2 separate regions of the Mus musculus genome follow, and region 1 is linked to region 2. A link is a contact called in public ChIA-PET data. All regions are on one chromosome and are shown on one strand. The core of a region is the stretch at or near the end of the contact, and the rest is flanking DNA. Distances in the headings are between cores, read along the strand shown. Region 1 holds the start of Ccr7 (chemokine (C-C motif) receptor 7). Region 2 holds the start of Stard3 (START domain containing 3).

Evidence for each region. ChIA-PET counts read pairs in DNA pulled down with a chosen protein or histone mark.
Region 1: an RNA polymerase II ChIA-PET map of memory CD8 T cells shows a contact between it and region 2, with 14 read pairs. The contact joins the promoter of Ccr7 here to the promoter of Stard3 in region 2. A contact is called at or near these places in 2 of 115 datasets of contacts at active chromatin or transcription factors (memory CD8 T cells and pancreatic cancer cells).

What each region holds. Positions count from the first base shown.
Region 1 is chr11:99,152,541-99,156,429 of GRCm38.p6, reverse strand. Ccr7 (chemokine (C-C motif) receptor 7) reads left to right here and starts at 1,353. Exons shown (of 3, transcript NM_007719.2): 1 at 1,353-1,441. The coding sequence starts at 1,432.
Region 2 is chr11:98,356,326-98,360,112 of GRCm38.p6, reverse strand. Stard3 (START domain containing 3) reads right to left here and starts at 1,745. Exons shown (of 15, transcript NM_021547.3): 1 at 1,605-1,745. Ppp1r1b (protein phosphatase 1, regulatory inhibitor subunit 1B) reads right to left here. Exons shown (of 7, transcript NM_144828.2): 6 at 3,166-3,288; 7 at 2,317-3,080. The coding sequence ends at 3,043. It overlaps 1700003D09Rik (RIKEN cDNA 1700003D09 gene), which reads left to right and starts at 1,830. Exons shown (of 3, transcript NR_045477.1): 1 at 1,830-1,876.

The DNA.
Region 1 (3,889 bases), core at 104-2,603, 800 kb before region 2:
TAAAAAAATTTACAGGTGTCTCTCCTGGAAATGGAACATTTAGATATTTGCTCTAGAACTCAATGGCCACCCACAGTCCCCACATGATCTCTATGCTTGTTTTAAACCCACTCCTTGGACTGGGGAGGTGGCTTAGTAGCTAACAGAGAATTGCCCCACAAACACGAGGAACTGAGTCCAAATCCCAGAACCCTCATAAGCAGCTTGGCAGTAGCATGAGCATTCGTCATCCTAGCAGTCCCCCAAGGAGATGGGAAGCAGAGACAAGAGACCACGCACCCAGAAGGCCAGCTCACCTTAGTATAGAATGGGGCACTCAATAAAGACGTGATACCTGCAACAGAATGGAAGTAGGCTGACACCTGACATTGTCTCTGATCTTCACACGTGCAATGGCATAAAATCCCCACATTCACGCATACGATCGCACACATACACGTGTGTACACACACCATACACACCACACAGGCACAACAATTAAAAATGCCAATAAATATATCAATCAGTTTCCCTGTGGGGGAAAATGGGTGTGGTCACAAAGAATAAAAAAAGTAAAATAAAAATAGGCCAGGCATGGTGGCATATGTCTTTAATACCAGCACTCGGGAGGCAGATGCAGGTAGATCTCCATGGGTTCGAGGCTAGCTAGGTCCACAGAACAAGTTCTAGGACAATCATGGCACTGACAAAAATAAAATAAAATAAAATAAAATAAAATAAAATAAAATAAATAAATAAATAAATAAATAAATAAATAAAATCTCTTCTTGGGGAACCAGTTTGGATAATGACTTAGACTTGATGTCCTCTCGGTTAGTAGAGAAAGCCGAGGGGCTCCAGGCACCCTCATATCTAGCATCTAGGTCCTGTGATGTTTAGCTTAAGTACTAAAAATAAACACTCAAACTTTCACTTCGTGGTTGTGTCACTGAAGCCTTGCTGGCCGGACCGTTCAACAGACCTCACCCTGGCTGCGCAGGTGTATGTCGGGGCTGCCTGGCGGCTGCTGGGACAATAGCCACTGATCAAGTTCATACTGAAAGGGAGACTTTTATTCAAAACCAAGAGAAGGATGCAAGTACACCTCTGACTCCCGAGCCTCAGCCTATCTCACCCCACAGCAGCCACCCAGGCGTGCTTGGCACTCACAGATGTAAGCAGCTCCTCCCTGAGTCTCTACAAGGCACTACTACCAGGGGCTTTCTGAAGGCAAACGACTCAGTGATTCAGGATCCTATGACAGCCGAATGTGGTTATCACATACCTTGTGGCCCAGGAAGACTCTGAGGGGTGGGACAGGAGTGGGAGGGGCTCTGGAACAACTTAAAAGGGGCTCTTACCACTTCCTCCCTGCCAGAGAGGGCTAGCTGGAGAGAGACAAGAACCAAAAGCACAGCCTTCCTGTGTGATTTCTACAGCCCCCAGAGCACCATGGACCCAGGTAAGTAAGCTTTCTCTTAAGAGAAGTCAAAACTTCTGACACAAAGCCAGACTCTAGGGCAATGAACATGCATGGGGGATAGGGGTCATGGGGGGGGGGGGGAGTTTCCAGAGCAATCAGGGCAGTTGGTGTGAACTGGTGGCTGCTTTCAGAGAATGCCATCCCGTTGGATGAGGCATTGGAGAGAGGATGTACCTGCTCTTTCAGACCCAGGGGAAGGAACAGCTGTGGATGCCAAGACAGACACAGGCATAAAGTTGGGTCCTCTCAAGCAGCAGGCAATGAACAGCCTGGTAGACTGACCTTGATGCCTGGATAGAACACGTTCTCAGCTGGTAGGGATGGGTGATGTTCTCTGGCACCTCTGGGGACTAAGAAAATTCTCTTTAGAGAGTTCAGGACACCCTGCTCCCACTCTGGGTCCCTCCTTTCTGTCCTGTTAAACCAGGATTTGAATCTCCTTGCTCACGAGAAGAGTGAAACTGATGGAAACTGTGCTGTGCATAGTGCAATACAAATACTAGCTGCCACCTCTGCCTCTTGTTGTCTCTGCCTGTCATCTGTCTGTCTGTCTCTGTCTGTCTTCCTCCCTCCCTTCCTCCCTCCTACACATCCCAGGTTTTGTGCCTCTTGCAGGTTAAAGGGTGAATGACTAACATAAAATTGAGTGGCCCAGGGGGCACTCCACGTAGAGAAACTGTAGCCAGCACAGCACAGCCCCTAAAACAAAGCCCACACACCACAGCCCTCTCTATAACAAGCTATTCTACCAGGCAAGCCTCAGTGTCTACTATAGCAAAGTGCCAAGGGGAGTCCAGCTCCAGACACCCCAGTTACACATCTTAAATCTCGGCTGCAGAGTCAGACTCGGCTGGGGCTGGAGGGGCCAAGTTCCTAGAGTTCCGCTCACCAGCCTCAAAGCCACAAGGGGTTGACTTTAAAAAGTGAAGGTTCCCTGGTGCTGTCCTCACACCCCCTCCAAGCCACACCACAGCCAGCAGCATCTTTATCTGTCTCTCCTGCCCAGCGTGCATTGCACCCTAGATCTAGATCCAGCTGTGGAAGGTATATAGTGGGGTCCACCTCTGCTGGCTATGAACTCATGGGAAGCAGGATTTTGTTCTTACACCTCTGCCTCTCAGATGTTTTGGGTGTAAGTAAAAAGTGTTGATGGGAGGGAGGGAGAGAGGGATGGAGGAATGGATGGATGGATGGATGGATGGATGGATGGATGGATGGATGGATGTGTGGATGGATGGATGGATAGAATCAGCCTCTCTAAGTATATTTTAGAAAGCAAATATCTATTCCAGCTTCTCCTCCCACCTGCCTGCTTTCTAAGCCTACACCTCAGGTATCTACCTCCACCAGCCATAGTCTCAGAGAACCCACACCATCCACCAAAGATCTTCTCCACCTTCCTAAAATGTGGCTCCCAGAATAGGGAAAGGTTCTAAATTTACAGCATTTGCCAATTTCCATGGTGTAAATTTTACCATCCCAATTGACCTTAGTCGGTCCCATTAAAGGTCTAAATGTTTTGACACAAAAAGGAGACAGACACCTGCCTTCCTTGGCACTTGGGACACTATAGAGTCTCTCCTGAACTAGGTTTGGGGATGCTAAATGCATGGCTTTGATACAGGGGGTGGGGCAAACTCTGGTCCTGGAAGAAGAGATAGTCTTGCTTTTTTACTCAACTTAAGAAGCACCCTAATAGCTAACTCTGAAATGCTGGTGTGAGGGGAAACTGCTTAAGAAGTTTTGCTCAAAACAGGCTCCGGCGCCGTTGGAAGGGCGGGTGGGCCACAAACTATCTGTTTTTCACTCTTTGTCTACCTAGTAGGGACAGGAGGTGGGTGAGAAGGCCTAGGTTTCTGTTATACAAAATGAGAAACTACAAACCAGGGCTGAGCTGGCCTCTTTCATGATTTGAATGAGCAGCCCTGATATACCCTTCCTAACTTCAAGACATGGGACCACAGATCTCAGCACAACATCTCAAAATCAGAGAAGGGGAGGGGGTGACAAATGAACCCATAAGAGACTTGTGTCTCACAGCTCAGCTGTAGATGGCAGTAGAAGAGAATTCAGGGTCATTCTCTTGTGGCCCTCCAGAAACCTGGCTGTGGAGAACACTGGAGCCCAGAGTAGCTAGGAAAAAACGCTCCTCTGTGTGGTATTGTCTTCCAGTCATGTGTCACTCATTGAGAACTTCTTGAATACAGAGTCTGGTGGGGAACGTAACATGTATGTCAACACGCAACACCAACAGTGAGAGACACAGCACTCCTGAGGGGGCATAAGGACAAGATTCAAAAGCAAAAAGCAAGGCTGTGAACACGTGTCCAGAAAGCATGGCAATTGTATTTTGAAGGGTGTGTAGAAGTTGTCAAACCTAATAAAGAAGGGCCAGGTTGTAGCCAGATCTTCAGACTCTACAGCCTT
Region 2 (3,787 bases), core at 496-2,995:
TCCAGATCCTGTTCCCGGTGAGTCCAGGATTTCACCTTAGGACCCAGGGACAGAATGAGAAGCGAGCCACACCAAGCATTCTCACGCAGCCGATGAAATTAACTCATAACCAGCAAGCCAGAGTGCTCTTACACAGGACATGCTAACTAACGTGTGTTCATTAGGCACTCATAGGCCTGGTCCCTTGATGCATACACTACACAGTACTTCATTCATTCTCACATCTATACAAGGTAGGCACATTACTATCTCCATCTTCCAAAAGAGGAAAGGAAGATACTGACTTCATCAAGGTCTCAAAACAATATCAAAACTCAAGCAGGCTGGTGCATGGGTCTATATGTCAGCTATGACACTAAGAGTGTTCAGAGGACACAGATGGGCAGGGCGGCCAGCCTTTGAGATGGAGGTGGGCAGTGTGGAGATGGTGCTCTCTGAGCAGGACTCCTGAAGGATACATCAGGAGGAGGCCCAGCAGATCAGAGAGGAAAGAGGTGCTGCTATATACACGAAGAACCCTATGTGAGCCAGGCACATCTTACAGTAAACAAGCACACAGTCGTTTCCCCACAGGCAATGGGAAGCAAGCAAGTGACATAACCAGACTCGTGATATAAAAGTCTGCAAGAGCTAGATTCTGAAGACTTGCCTGCAAGCAATTAGGACCACAAGCTGCTGGAAATGTCCAGAGACACGTCAACAAGGGTAGTGACAGAGAAGGTTCAGGGAGTTAGCTATACTGGCACCTCTGAGCAAACAGGGTTAAAAGATGTTAAGGCAATTCCGGAGTTTTTCTCCTGGATAAGACAAGAGTGGAAGGATAAATTTACAGAGAAAAGATCAGCTCACGTTTGAAACCTGTGAGATCATCCCAAAGTGAAGGTATCCCATAGGCATAATTGACAGGCAGCTAATTTGGAGCCCAGGAAGGGGATGTGCTGCTATCGTCCATCTGAATATTCAGTGAACGTGAACTTGATGCGACAACAGTGGATGAGGCCATCCAGGATCAATGCACAGTGAGGCGGGTTGGGCCAGCGTGAACGTAAAGAGATTCTTCTGCCCTCTTGTCAGAGAGGTAAGAGGAAAAATCAGGAAATATTGGGGAGTCAAAGGGTGGAAGTATGTCAGGAATGAAAGCCAACAGTAGCAAGCACTTCTGAGAAGAGTTTAAAGAGCCTTCTTTCTGATATCGTTGGGAAGCTATGCGTGGATGTTTCCAACGGAAGTTGTGGGAAACAGCGGGTGGCAGAGAGGCAGCCGATTAGTATGTTTTTCCCTGAGTCTGGCCCCTTCCCACACCCAATTCTGTCCCCCATAATACTTAGATACCGACTCCTTGCCTCTCCTCTTACTATAAAGAAGGCTTAGGAAAGCGGCCGCAGACGTCCTCCGGACCCTCTCGGGTAAAGACCAAGACACCCCCTCCCCAGCCCTGCGCGCGCAGCAGCGAGTGGAGAGGAAGGGGGCGGAACCCGGAGCGCGAGGGGTGTGGGCTGGGTCGGACCGAACCAAAGACGGACACCGGGCAGGAAAGCGGGATCCGTCGGGTAGAGACAGCTCTTGTACCACCGCCCGGTGCCTGCGACCGCCGCACAACCCACCTGCTTCATGTCACCACGGCCCCCACTCTTCCTGCCTCAGCCGCAGTCCCGCTCCACGGCCTGGCAACTCCTCAGAGCGGAAGGAGAGCTCCCGGCGGCGCTACTTCCGCCGCTGAGCCCGTCCCCCCCGAGCCCGCCCCCAAAGCCAACCCGCCCCCCCGAGCCCGCCCCCAAAGCCAATCGGGATTCGTGTGACCCTGAAGCTCCGCCCCGGTCCGCCCCTCTCTCGGAGACGAGGTCCGGAAGCGGAGCCACAACCGAAGTTAAACTGTGTAAGACCGTGCAGGAGCAAGGGATAAAACCCCAGGGTGTCTTGGTTATTAGATCATACAGGCCTGACACTGTGGAGTGAAGGGGAACTGTGTGAGGGCCGATTTGTGAGCACAAGTCCCTTGGAGAAATCCATTTTTCGTTTTTGAGACGTTCTCAGGTTGGCCACGAACTCAGCCTTCCAAGTTCTGAGATTACTGACGCGCAGCACCACATCCATCACACATATTTAAAGGACCTTTGTTCTCCCCTGGCTTTTAGCCATCTCCCTCAGGAGCTAGTATGTCTGCCATGCGTATAGCCTGCAGGAAAGGCTCCTTCCTGGGAAGGGCTGGACACGAGAGGCAAGATCCTGACCCTAAGATAACCACCATTTTTCCTGTCAGAACATACCATTACTTCCCGGTCTCTCCTCCCTCCCCTGAAAGAGGAGTCTCAGGACAATTATTTACAAAGATTTATTACAGCGTAGGAGGGGTTCAGGCCTAGAGTAAGGGAAGAAGGGGAAGGGAACCAAGTTGCTGGAGGACAAGGAGAACCAGGCTCCCCCCACTGTGTGGCCCCCTAAGGACAGATAGTAAGTGCATTCCTGGCACCAAAGCACAAACAAAACGCAGCAAGCAGCCTCTGCCAGTCCATCTTGCAGGCACCCAGCAGGAATGGGATACTAAGGGAGGGACATGTTGAGGCTCTGCAAAGAATGCGTGAGACCTGAGCCCTGGTTGAAGTCTATGAGAGGGTTGGGGACTCAACGCCCACCACTGGTAGGGGAAGGAGGAGATCTCAGGGCACCTGTAGGCTCTCAGTACCTCCTTTCCCCAGATCTTAGGACCTGCCCTGTGGGTCTCCTGTGCCCAGGGGAGAGAATCTGGAGAGGGAGGGGACTTGTGGAGAATAAATGGTTGTTTATGGCCTTCTGGGGTTTCCAGTGTGGGCTCTCTCACCTCCCTACTCCCACCGGGTAAATAGAAGAATGACTGGCAGGGAAAGGCATTGGGGACTCTGGGCTTCAGCCAAAGCAAACAGAGACCAGCCTTAGTCTTCTAAAAGTCAGAAGCCGCAGCCCTAGCAGGTGAAAGACAGGGTACAAAGGAGGGTGGGGACAGAGTGGGTTTCTGGGGAACACTTCCTCCTGGGAGATACAGGGCTCTGAGCTTATGTGCCAGGCTCAGGGGGGGCTGGGATGCTGAGGTTCCTCTCCAGGCTCTGAAAGACAAATAAAGAGGACTCAAGGCCAGGCTTGGCCCATGAGGTTCCCACCCACCTCCCCAGCCCACACTCCAAAGCTCACCACTTAGTGTTGCTCTGCCTTCCACTTGGTCCTCAGAGTTTCCATCTCTCTGGGGCTCATCCAGAGGAGGTGGGCGCTCCCAGGGCCCCTCCAGACCCCGGCCACAAGTAGGCTTCTGCCCCACTGAAAGAGAGGGCATACATACATAGGCTGAGTGCCCCTCTGGTGCTCTCTGATGGCTTGAGGTTGAGCTTCTGAGACATCCATTGCTGCATAACGGGCAGAACACTGGCCTGGACTTCTGTCCCCGTGATTGTAACTTAGTTCATGGGCACTTTTCCAAAGGAAATATTATGTAAGAAGATCGGTGTAGATTACCTTAGATAATACCTTCTGGGAAGCTGGGTGTGGAGGCTTACACTAAAAATGCAGCCATCAGGAGGCTGAAGCAGGAGGATTGCTTTGAATTCAAGGTCATTGATTAAGATTGAGGTGCACTGTTAAGATTCGGGCCAACCTGGATTGCAGAATGAGATCCTATACTCTCAAGAGGCCCAGAACTGGTCTCCAGAGTTATTCCGGAATTCGGGAAATTGATGTTGTTCCTTGAGGGTCCGGTCATGTGACTCAGGGCCCCCTTCTCCTTCCTGAGGGAGTCGCTTTCATTCATCTCCCATCTGTT